Linked DNA regions of Bombyx mori: region 1 is linked to region 2. The links are chromatin contacts, called in public Hi-C maps. All regions are on one chromosome and are shown on one strand. Each heading gives the region's core, a stretch centred on a gene start, on an enhancer-like site or on the middle of the called end of the contact. The rest is flanking DNA. Distances are from core to core; before and after follow the strand shown. Region 1 overlaps LOC101737516 (lysine-specific demethylase 3A). Region 2 overlaps LOC101737516 (lysine-specific demethylase 3A).

Evidence for each region. Hi-C and Micro-C count contacts between places; a contact is called where the count stands out from the background.
Region 1: a Hi-C map of whole pupa shows a contact between it and region 2, with 1.8 times the contacts expected there. The contact joins two enhancer-like sites. A contact is called at or near these places in 2 of 7 Hi-C or Micro-C datasets (both in whole pupa).

The regions. Positions count from the first base shown.
Region 1 is chr23:11,208,421-11,213,497 of ASM3026992v2, reverse strand. It overlaps LOC101737516 (lysine-specific demethylase 3A), which reads right to left. Exons shown (of 17, transcript XM_004932625.5): 9 at 1-142. Among protein-coding and RNA genes, the nearest start is that of LOC692945, 22 kb to the left of the region's middle. Within about 2 kb of position 3,482, at least 4 of the 8 cell types and tissues checked have open chromatin away from gene starts, as enhancers often do.
Region 2 is chr23:11,164,745-11,170,170 of ASM3026992v2, reverse strand. All of the region lies in intron 7 of LOC101737516 (lysine-specific demethylase 3A), which reads right to left. Among protein-coding and RNA genes, the nearest start is that of LOC692945, 65 kb to the left of the region's middle. Within about 2 kb of position 3,965, at least 6 of the 8 cell types and tissues checked have open chromatin away from gene starts, as enhancers often do.

The DNA.
Region 1 (5,077 bases), core at 2,233-4,732, 44 kb before region 2:
ACACCACAACTCACTGCACTCTTCACTTCACTGTCACTTTTAGCGCACACCTCCGATTTGCTCACTTCCTCTTGTTTTTTTACACACTTGGTTTCCTCACTAACATTGACGACATCACTTTCACTGACACAATTTTCAGGACCTGGAACAATATAAACAATACATTAGTTTGTATTTAAATGAAATCAAAATCATCACCATCATCCTTAAATGAAATCAGAAATTAATATTTTAGTATTTAGTAATACGGTATAAAGTTAAAGTTAAGCAATATTCAATTCAAATTTATTTATAAAGGCGACTCTCCACGTGTCACATCAAATTATTAATGTTTGTTATCACCAGTGTGCCAGATGCATATTTTCAAGCGACTGACGTCAACAACGAGCGAAGAAACATCAGCATGTTTGGGATGAAGCCAAAACGGGCTCATTCACGCAACACCCACGCGGGGAACTTGTAAAAAATTACAATTATTTTTATACTTTATACTTATATTGCCTCTAACAAAAATAAGTCATCGACAAACATAACAATTTTATTGTCACGGTTCCAAATTATCTAGTAGAACGTTCGAATCGAAAATATTTTTTAAGAATAAACAATGTTTGTTGCTGTTGGTCAAATATAAAAAGATATGTTAGATATGTTAAAAGTAGAATATGTAAACCGGAACAGGAAGATAAGATACGTGAGATTATGTTTACGTGGGCAGCCAAGCATGTTGGCACTCCCATCAAGCCACACGCGAATGACGGCTGGATCGTAGCCAATACGCCCAGCGCCAAACGCTCAGCGATCATCGGACATTTGGCGCTTCACCAGAACGAGGGCAATGTGACAAAGACGCGCCTCATAAAATTTGCGAAATACGTACCTACACAGACAGTTAGATAACATTGACAGGTTTTCTAATCACCTATAAAATAATTTACTGAAATGGGATGACCGAAATTTTAAAAATAACGAATTGTTACGTTACCTCTGTATATGAACATATATATTTATGCCTGTGTGTGCGTGTGTGTGTTGACCACAAAAAATATCTGACTGAAAATAAAATAGTTTGAAATTCTATGCGGTTTTTATTTGTATATTAATCAGGAATTTAAATGAGATGCCCTACATGACGAGGTCTCCGTCTTCGTAATCGCGTAAAGAATCTTCCAGTATTAATTTAAGCACTGTAAATATTTAATGATTTAAAAAACATTTTTAATAGTCTACCGCGAAGTTATCGTTGAGGCAAGCGTCGAGGAAGCCATTTAACTTTAAGCTACTAATTAACTCGTTAAAACCGGTTTAAAGAAATCCCAAGAATTATATTATACATTACCTGTGGTATAATCACTCGTATTCTTTTACCAGCTCGGGTCTTTGATGTCAAATAATTAAAAAAAATAACATTGAAAAACCAAGACCTTGAGGTGACAGATACAGTATGTGTACCTACATATAATATTAATATGCAAATATAGAGTAATATTATAAATACTTTCAAAAATAAACGCTAATCTAATCAGAATACAAATGGTATGACGTAATATGATACAAACTTGAGTGGGCATATGGATACGTGCGTTGCACAATCTCGATAGATAGGTAGCGGATAAACAGTTGATAAACAATGTTCAGTAACAAGAAATGAAAAACGTTGTGTTTACGAAATAAAAGAATCGATGAAAAGTAGAATAGACATGACTTGAATAAACAAAACTATTGAATAAACAAGTTGTGAAACAATGCGACCATGATCAAAAGCTGAGGACAATAGAGTAACAAATAACTCGGCGGGGAAACGCAGACTCCTTACGGCAAAGTGATTGACAAGACAAACGCTCAGACGGAGCCCGTAAGCCTATTCAGCACATAGAATTTGTGCACAAAAATAAAATTCGACGTGTTCCGAATACTTCACAGACTATACAAAAACGTTTAAGAAAAACCAAACAACAAAATTTCACATCGTACGTATAATAAAATAACATATCCTAAATTATAACAGTCGAAAAGGTGGATCCGTATTAAGTGGGTTATGTAAGGCGACGCAAATAGTTCTGTGAAATTCGAGCCTTCAAACTGTGCAAATATAATAGGTAGGTAGGCACTCTTTGTGCTTTCGGAGACACGCGCAGTTTTGAATTATTCATTTTAACATACCACTTTACGTATGACATTTTGTTTTTACCGATCTTTCGAGTATAGGTAAACCCACCACACAGCTGCGTAAATAGCATGCGTCAATTTATGTGCAATTCTAATAAACAATCGTATTGAGTTCTATTTTCCATTATAGTAAAGTATTGATGAGGATAAGAGGTCAAAACCGTCATAACTATTTGTGACGAGTTCTATGAAACCGACCGCATGACTGGCGGCGATCAATCATCGGGCCTTTCTATTTGAAACACGAACTGAAGAGTATTGAAATTTTTGATTTATTTAATACCTACTTCTTTGAAAAGATAAACGATTATAAATCGAGAGCACGGTTTATGTTACGTGCTTCTGCTAAATTTCAGCGTAACCATCGCAGTATGCTATGTTACGTTTAAACGTTAAGCCACGAGTCAAAATTTATAACGATGCGATGTTTCGAAGCGCGTTCGTGAAGTCGAAGCCATCTCGTTAAAACCTACGAAGCGTATCGATTCCAACTCACCGACCGTGTAATGAAACACTTCCACTCGGACAATAACCGTTAATACATTTACTCGTGACAAAGCTTTCCCTGTCCCCCTTCGCACTGCAATTACACTTTTTTAGTGGAATGTTAAGTGAATAACATAATTATGATAATTATGTACCTACGTGGTCAAGTACTTTCTGAATTCACTTTCTATAGTAATTGTATAATTTTATTCTCAGTTTTTAAATGTCAAAGCGTTTGCTTAATATACGGAAACTCGGTTCGCCCGTTTCGTTGTATTGTTGTGATCGCTCGTATAGATTACAAAACGTTCTTGGCGCATCGGTTATCGTGACTTGGCCTGCAATACCACCTTGAAGATACAGTGTAGCTCAGTATCTATCACGACTGCTTGACTCGTGTTGTAAATTGCGCAATGCGCTATCCAAAGAGCACGGAGCAGAGCAGACTGCAATCTCTGCTTACCATCTCACGACGTGCAGTGATAACGTGTAAATTCAGACACCAAGTATTTTAACTGGAGACAAGTATTCAAGGAATTTGTTTTGTTGCAATTTTAAAATATCTATTTTGCACAAATGAAATGTCAATTATGCATGATCAGTAAAGAAAGTAGTGCTAGAAATGTTCGAATAACGATCGTAATGTAAGACAAAGGAATTAGATAACAGGAATTAGGTGGAACAAGCACGAAGGGTCATTCCGAGTTTCAACAAACAATAGAGCGATAAAGCTCTCGAATCGATAACGAATTGCTGTTTACGCTAACAATGCACGCTCGGAAAACGTTGCTTGATATCGCATACCGATACTAAAGGTCATTCGATACACGACTAGTGTAATAACATGATAAGTAACGCATTATTTATTGTACGCGATACGTTGAGCTGTCGTTAATCGGTTATATTAATATACTAATAGGTACTTGTAATTAACAGTTTTGAGTTAATCGACAGCAGCACGATCGTTAGCCATAACGATTTAAGCGGAATCACGGAAGGTGAGTAGCTATTAATGGCGCTATAAATAGAGGCTAATCGATATGACTGATATGTTACGAGATTTTTCAAAATCGGAATTTTTTTCCTCTAAAACCAGTTTGGATCAATTTAATGACTAGTTCATGACTTTGGAGTATTACTTCGGTTTTCCATGAGAACTGCTTGTTTAATGAACGAAAACTTAGAAACGATTTCAAATTGCAGGTAATGAGCTACTGCCTTATTTAATAACAACGTAAGCGATTACCAGTTCAAATGTGTTCAACATATATTATGACGTGCCACATCACATGTTAAATTTATCGATTACTTCAAAGACGAGAGGCATCATTCGCGACGAGGTGTGAAATTATTTATTAAACGACAAATATAACTACTATGATTCCTTAGTACTTACAGTGTGGAAAATAGTTCCAGAATCCAAGTAATTTTGAAATATTATACAGCTTCACTCTTTTCAATAACACGAACACAAATTAATCTTCCGTTAAATTAAATCTAAAACTTCCTTTTAAACTAAACGAAAGTTAGTATCACAGATATTCACAATAATATTACGGCGAAGTTTTAATGAATCCTGATATTATCCTGAGGTGTCCTTGAATGCGGCCAGGAAATTGTAAAATACGTTCACCTGCACTCACACACACAACGTAGTCAGTCAGCACTCTGTTAAGCTACACTATCACGACTGAAAATTTTAGTCGTGCCTTGCAGACGTACTAGAGCCTCCGTAGCGCACAAAGAACTGAACGCGGGGACCGGGGGAAGTGGAGTTTGCAGGAAAAGGGGGCGGGGGAGCTCCGCCGCGGCAGTCTCGCGACAGCGACGTAGCGGATCGTGATCGTAGCAACACTAGCAACAAGTGAAGGGCAACGCGGGGGTGAAGCAAGACGGCGGGGCATAATTTTGGGGAGGCTCCTATTCCCTAGTCGCACACAAAGAGCGCACCTGATGTAAAGCCCTGCACGCATGGGATGAACCGGTGAAGATCTCAAATTATTCACACAATGCATTTGGGGAGCGGTCATGTATCAACCGGGTTATTTTTTTATGTATAGCAATTCACGAAACATGATTTGTGAAGTTCAGCAATTTATAAATTTATTATTTTTACTATTATGGTGTCATTGATTTCTTAGCAGTTCTATGGATATCTCGTTCTACAGAGGCGGTGAACTCTTCTACCCAACTACAGCATTAAAAAATAATGTAGCAGGAAAACTAGATATTATTACTTTAACATCCCGAAATCAAAGGCTCAAATTTAATTTCTTAAATTATGTTAAAATATTCATTTATCATATTAAAGTCGTGAGTTTAATGAAATCGTGCCGCCTACGTAACGAGACGGAGAACTTCGAAAGAGTTTTATTACTAGAACATAATAATGTTACAATATATTAATTTATTTCATGGAAACAGA
Region 2 (5,426 bases), core at 2,716-5,215:
CATTTGTGGCGCAATTCCATTGAATTCTAAATACAGGTTTCTCATTACGCTGTTAATGTGTTAATGTATATACATATTTCTTTGTTTTTACATTTAACTAGATAATCAGGCGCCGGTTAATGAGTTTTAAGTCTATTCTGTATTAACGTGCTGGGCAAGCATTGTATAGCCTTGAAAATAAATACACTCAGAGACCTATACAAACTCAGACCAGCTATTCAGGAGTGACCACAAAAAAAAAAACATACAGAAAAAGTGAGGTAGAAAAATAATTAATAAACGATTTAAACAGTGTTCTTACTTGTTTACAAAATATTTATGTTGATCAATTAGTGCGGACAGAAAAAACATATTTCACTTGGATAGAATTAAATAAAGTAACAGACTAACGATAGCAAACATGTACAGATTCGTGGAAACAGACAATAAAACGAAGTAAAATATTTAAGTTCCATTCATGAGTTTCCCAGTAACGGGAAACACAGTACCAGATTTATAAGCCGTACCGTGTATGCGTCAATTTTATTGACGTCAAACAGTCAGCTATTTTCGTGCAAAATATTGATCATTCGTGAATTCGTTATTTGAAATTGCACATTTTATTAGCTTAGTTGAAACAATTGTTTAATGATGAGAAGACAAACTGAGTCATTTAATATCTACTGAGTCAGCTATCAACGTAATTTAATATTCAATGCACGTTTTAATGCAGACATTACGTTTACGCATACAATTATCATGAGTGACTTCTCCACTTATTAATATTTATTGTGTTTTTAATGAACCATGACTTACGAGCTTATCTATATTTTCGGTAAGATCTACAAATTCCTTTCAAGGTATAACCTTTATGAGGACATCTAGATAAAGCCATTCATTCGATTCCCAAAATTCATCACATTGACTAGATCGAGAAACATCGAGAAAATCAATCTCATTGACTTTTGCAAGTCACGAATTCAGTCAGATTTAAATAGTTAAAATGGACGATCACGAGTCGTAAGTGTAATCAGGTCAGTAACCACGGTACGTTTCTGTACATAGAACAAACCTCATGGGAAATTCATTCTCATCGTGGCTTCTGCCGATCTCGCTGTTCGCACACGTTCGACTAAACACCATTTATCAGAGTTGAATGTGAATTAACTTGTGGAATTTGAACGCTGTTTTTTACAATTTGTAATTGGGGAACCACATATGTTACATTGTTACTACAATAAGATTAAAATTCAAGGTTACGAAGTATAATCAACGAAAATAAATAAACATTTTCTACAGACCACAAGGTCAATTGCATTAAAATAATGATTATCCTACGTTCAAACCAGAACTGGATTATTTATGACATCACAGAAAATCAGTCAACCCGGGCGGGATAGCATCCAACTTCATGGGATGATTATGATGGAAGTAATGATTTACGAGTATATCATATTAACTAATCGTATAATAAAAATGAAACCCGCAAAATTATAATTTGCGTAATTACTGGTGGTAGGACCTCTTGTGAGTCCGCACGGGTAGGTACCACCGCCCCGCCTATTTCTGCCGTGAAGCAGTAATGCGTTTCGGTTTGAAGGGTGGGGCAGCCGTTGTGACTATACTGAGACCTTAGAACTATATCTCAAGGTGTGTGGCGCATTTACGTTGTAGATGTCTATGGGCTCCAGTAACCACTTAACATCAGGTGGGCTGTGAGCTCGTCCATACATATAAGCAATAAAAAAAAAAAAAAAAATTATAAGCTTGACGTTACATTGTAAGCAAGAGATCGGATCAATTATTTTTATTCCTAAAGATAATGTCATATAGTAAAAAACTTATTCATGAACTTGTTTACAATAACACATGAGCATTCAAATAGATAGTGAGATAATGTTTGTAAGTAATTATATGTAGATAGTCTGAAGGTTACGACTGCTACAAACATTCTTATTTAAATATAATTTATTCATAATATTTATCTAACGTTTGTTGTGTTAACAGAATAGATATAAAATATAATATCTACATATTTGAATACCGAAGACGATGAGCCTATTCAACATGACTTTTAATAATAATCCCGGCGCGCATGATACACGTGTTGATGCAACAAAATAACCTATTCCCCGTAAGAATTCAAAAGCGGATATTATAAATCAAAGTCTCAAAATAACTCAGCGTTTGTGAAGAAACTTTACCGTACTCGCGGAAAGATGTATGGTTGTGAGCAGAACTGTTTACCTGAAACAATAAACAAGAATAAATTGGTAAGAAACATAAAGCTTTTAATGAAACGTAAACATTGGATGATTGGTGTCAAGGTTGACCTGTCCACGGAATTATTAAAGGCCCCGCGAACGTTCGTGATAACAATAGATAAATCTTCGTCCAGCGTCCAACGCCACTATCTGAATTCTTGCGTTTTTCGCTCAATTTGATTATCATGGAAATAAACGTGTTAATGTCATTAAATCTTTGGCTTTCGAACACATATAGGGTATAACAATTTATATGTGCATAAGTACTTCTATTGGCTTTAACGTCTAACCAACTTTACAATAATATGACCTCAATACAATTCAATTACGTTTAAAATAATATTTTATAACATTAAAAACATTATGATCATTATTACTGTTACAATTATTATCTGTTATTTTTATCCTATTTAATACTGGTATGAATTAATTTAATTTCGTAAGCATCGTGTGAGTATTTCGTTACCGATAAACAAATACAGGTCATGTATTAAAGTTGCGATTTCTTTTCTTTTATTTTTGCTTTCGAAAATAGCCGAACATAATGGCCGACAGAAGGGGAGCGGTCATGGCTAAAAAAATATTCCCTTTAGGTTTTGAAATAGTGTATTCAAGTTTAATTGTATAATATTAAAGCATTCGATAATAATAATAATTTGGATACCATTTAACCAAGTAATAAATATATAACGAATACCGACATTCAAATTGATACTCATAATTTATTTAGCCTTAAGCCGTAGGAGGCATAACAAACAAAAAGCTTTCACCACTTTGCATTTTAATTTGTACTATAAAAGTTTCACCGTAAAATCTTTGAAGTATCGGAGTTAACAATCTTTGTCAGTGTTTATTTTTATTAGTGTTTTTATAGTACGCTAGCCGAGTCGTAACTGTAGCCATATTGATATTGATTAGCAAGATAGAACACGTACATACATGTTTATGTAACTGCATCCGCAAAAAACATAATTAACAGCACTGATGATAACAGCAACAGAGCTTATACATAGCTCAAATTTCTGACCAACCCATATTTTATTGAATTAATAAATAACCTGCTCAACATATTTTAATCATTTACTGCGAAATAAACTTGTTCTGGTAATGACTAGAAGATAATTAGTTCTTTTACAATTAATTATCTTGAATTGATCTTTGACACTTGGGAATAGAATTCATTAACAGCTATTAAATATTTTACTCTCTGCGACTCTCTGTGACTACGTGAATACCGTCTTGTTATATTATTGTTTGATTTATAGCAGGTATAACGGCTATCCCATCCTTCAAATCATACGTGTAAACTCATCGCAAGCTCTTCCAGTAACTGTTGATCGATTAAAAGTTAATATATGAACAAATTAATAACGAAGCCATAAAATGACGTGCAGTAATACTCAATAGTTTCCTCTTAATTATTCCGCGTAGGTATTTTTAAGTCACAAAATCAAAAGACATTAAAAATAACCCCGCGCATAATGAGTCTATTCATATGTGAGGCAGGCAATGTGATCGCTTACTTTTAAAACAACGGAGCCAGCTGTCCGCGGATTATATCTCTGAATTCGTGATAAATTAAAGGTCGGATGCCAACTCAAAATATAACAAGACTTATCTTACAAACTGGGCTCATTTAGTGGAAGTCGGCCATCTGATCTGACACCGGCGACGACCCCGGTCACGCCGCGTGGAGATGTGTACTTCACATTAATGGAATGCGAGAGCTCATTCTATCTGTGTTTGTAAACATCACGATGTGTGTTCAACATCAATGACGGTAGTCGAGTTTTATGTTACATTACAATTGCTTTCGAGGTTATTGTTTCTGAGAAATGTTACATTATTACGTTTGGGGTTTTACGATATAATACCGATGGGTGATTGCCAGTTATTTCAATCCTATTACGACATTGCCTGTTTACATATCTTGTGACAGAAAATAGAGTAGTTACGGAAATACAGTGACCTATATATCGACCTAAATCGGTTCTTTTGATTCTGGAATTTAACAGGTTACGAAGATAGGTACTAAAGAGACTAAATAAGACTAAGTCTCAATATATCTATTATTGAGACAGACATAGTTAGATAATTTTAGTAGTCCCGAATTTAATTGGGTGTTGTAGTAACCTATCACATACCACCATAAATAACATATTATTTTTTTCACCCCTTTTTGTTCATCACATTTAATACCAAAGAACTTCAAATGTTTTCGACGGAAAAGACACGATCTATGATTATTAGTTAAATTAAATGTGGTGTAATCATAAATTTTGATCTCACAAATTAATAATGTAATGAAGTGTCGACCTTAAAACCTGTATTATAAACAAGCTCAAATAATACAACTAAATTTTTGGTACAACGCTTCAAATAATAATAATTTAATGATTTATTGTTTGACCCGACAGCTCTAACAACTAATATAGAACAGGGAACAAAGTTCTACCCCACGCTTATTAGAATCCGCAGAAAGAGAATTAAAAGTTTCTCCGTTTCTTTGAAAAGAAGTTTGTTTAACTTTATAAGACCAACTTTGAGCAATATCGAACTAAACTGGAATTTATATCTACTCAAAACTTCTTTGACAACTGTCTTCGGTAATGTTTGGCTTCATTGAGGAAGTTTTTTCTTTTTAATTTTTTTGATTGGTGTTCATAATGAAAGCGATTAGCAGTTTTTCGAAATGATAATTATTTTATCTTTTTATTCTTGGGATTGATCATTAATATTATCAGTCCAAGTCTTAGTTCGTTAATTTCCGTGTAACGAATTTTTAATCGATTTATAATACTTTTTATTAGATATGTTTTAATTACTGTACCTATTAACGAAGTTAGCGTGATTAACGATGAGCACATATTTTTTTAAGGTGCCATAATTCTTGCAACCACACGTCGCAGTTATTATTAATAAAAGTTATACGTATTCCGAAAACCTTACAAAAACCAGAATTGTTTACATTTTTTGCTGTCTAAAAACGGGTCCTATGCGACTATTAAGAAATGCTGTTTCGAAAGAATTTAAAGGGAGATTTTTTTTGTTAGTAAAAAAAATGTAAACGCTTCGGAGTCGTAATTATAAGTAAGAATAATTTCGGGAACCTCTTTTGTTAAAAGAGGGGAGTTTTTATAAATGGGTAACGACCGCGGCAGGTGGTACATAAAATGGCGGCTG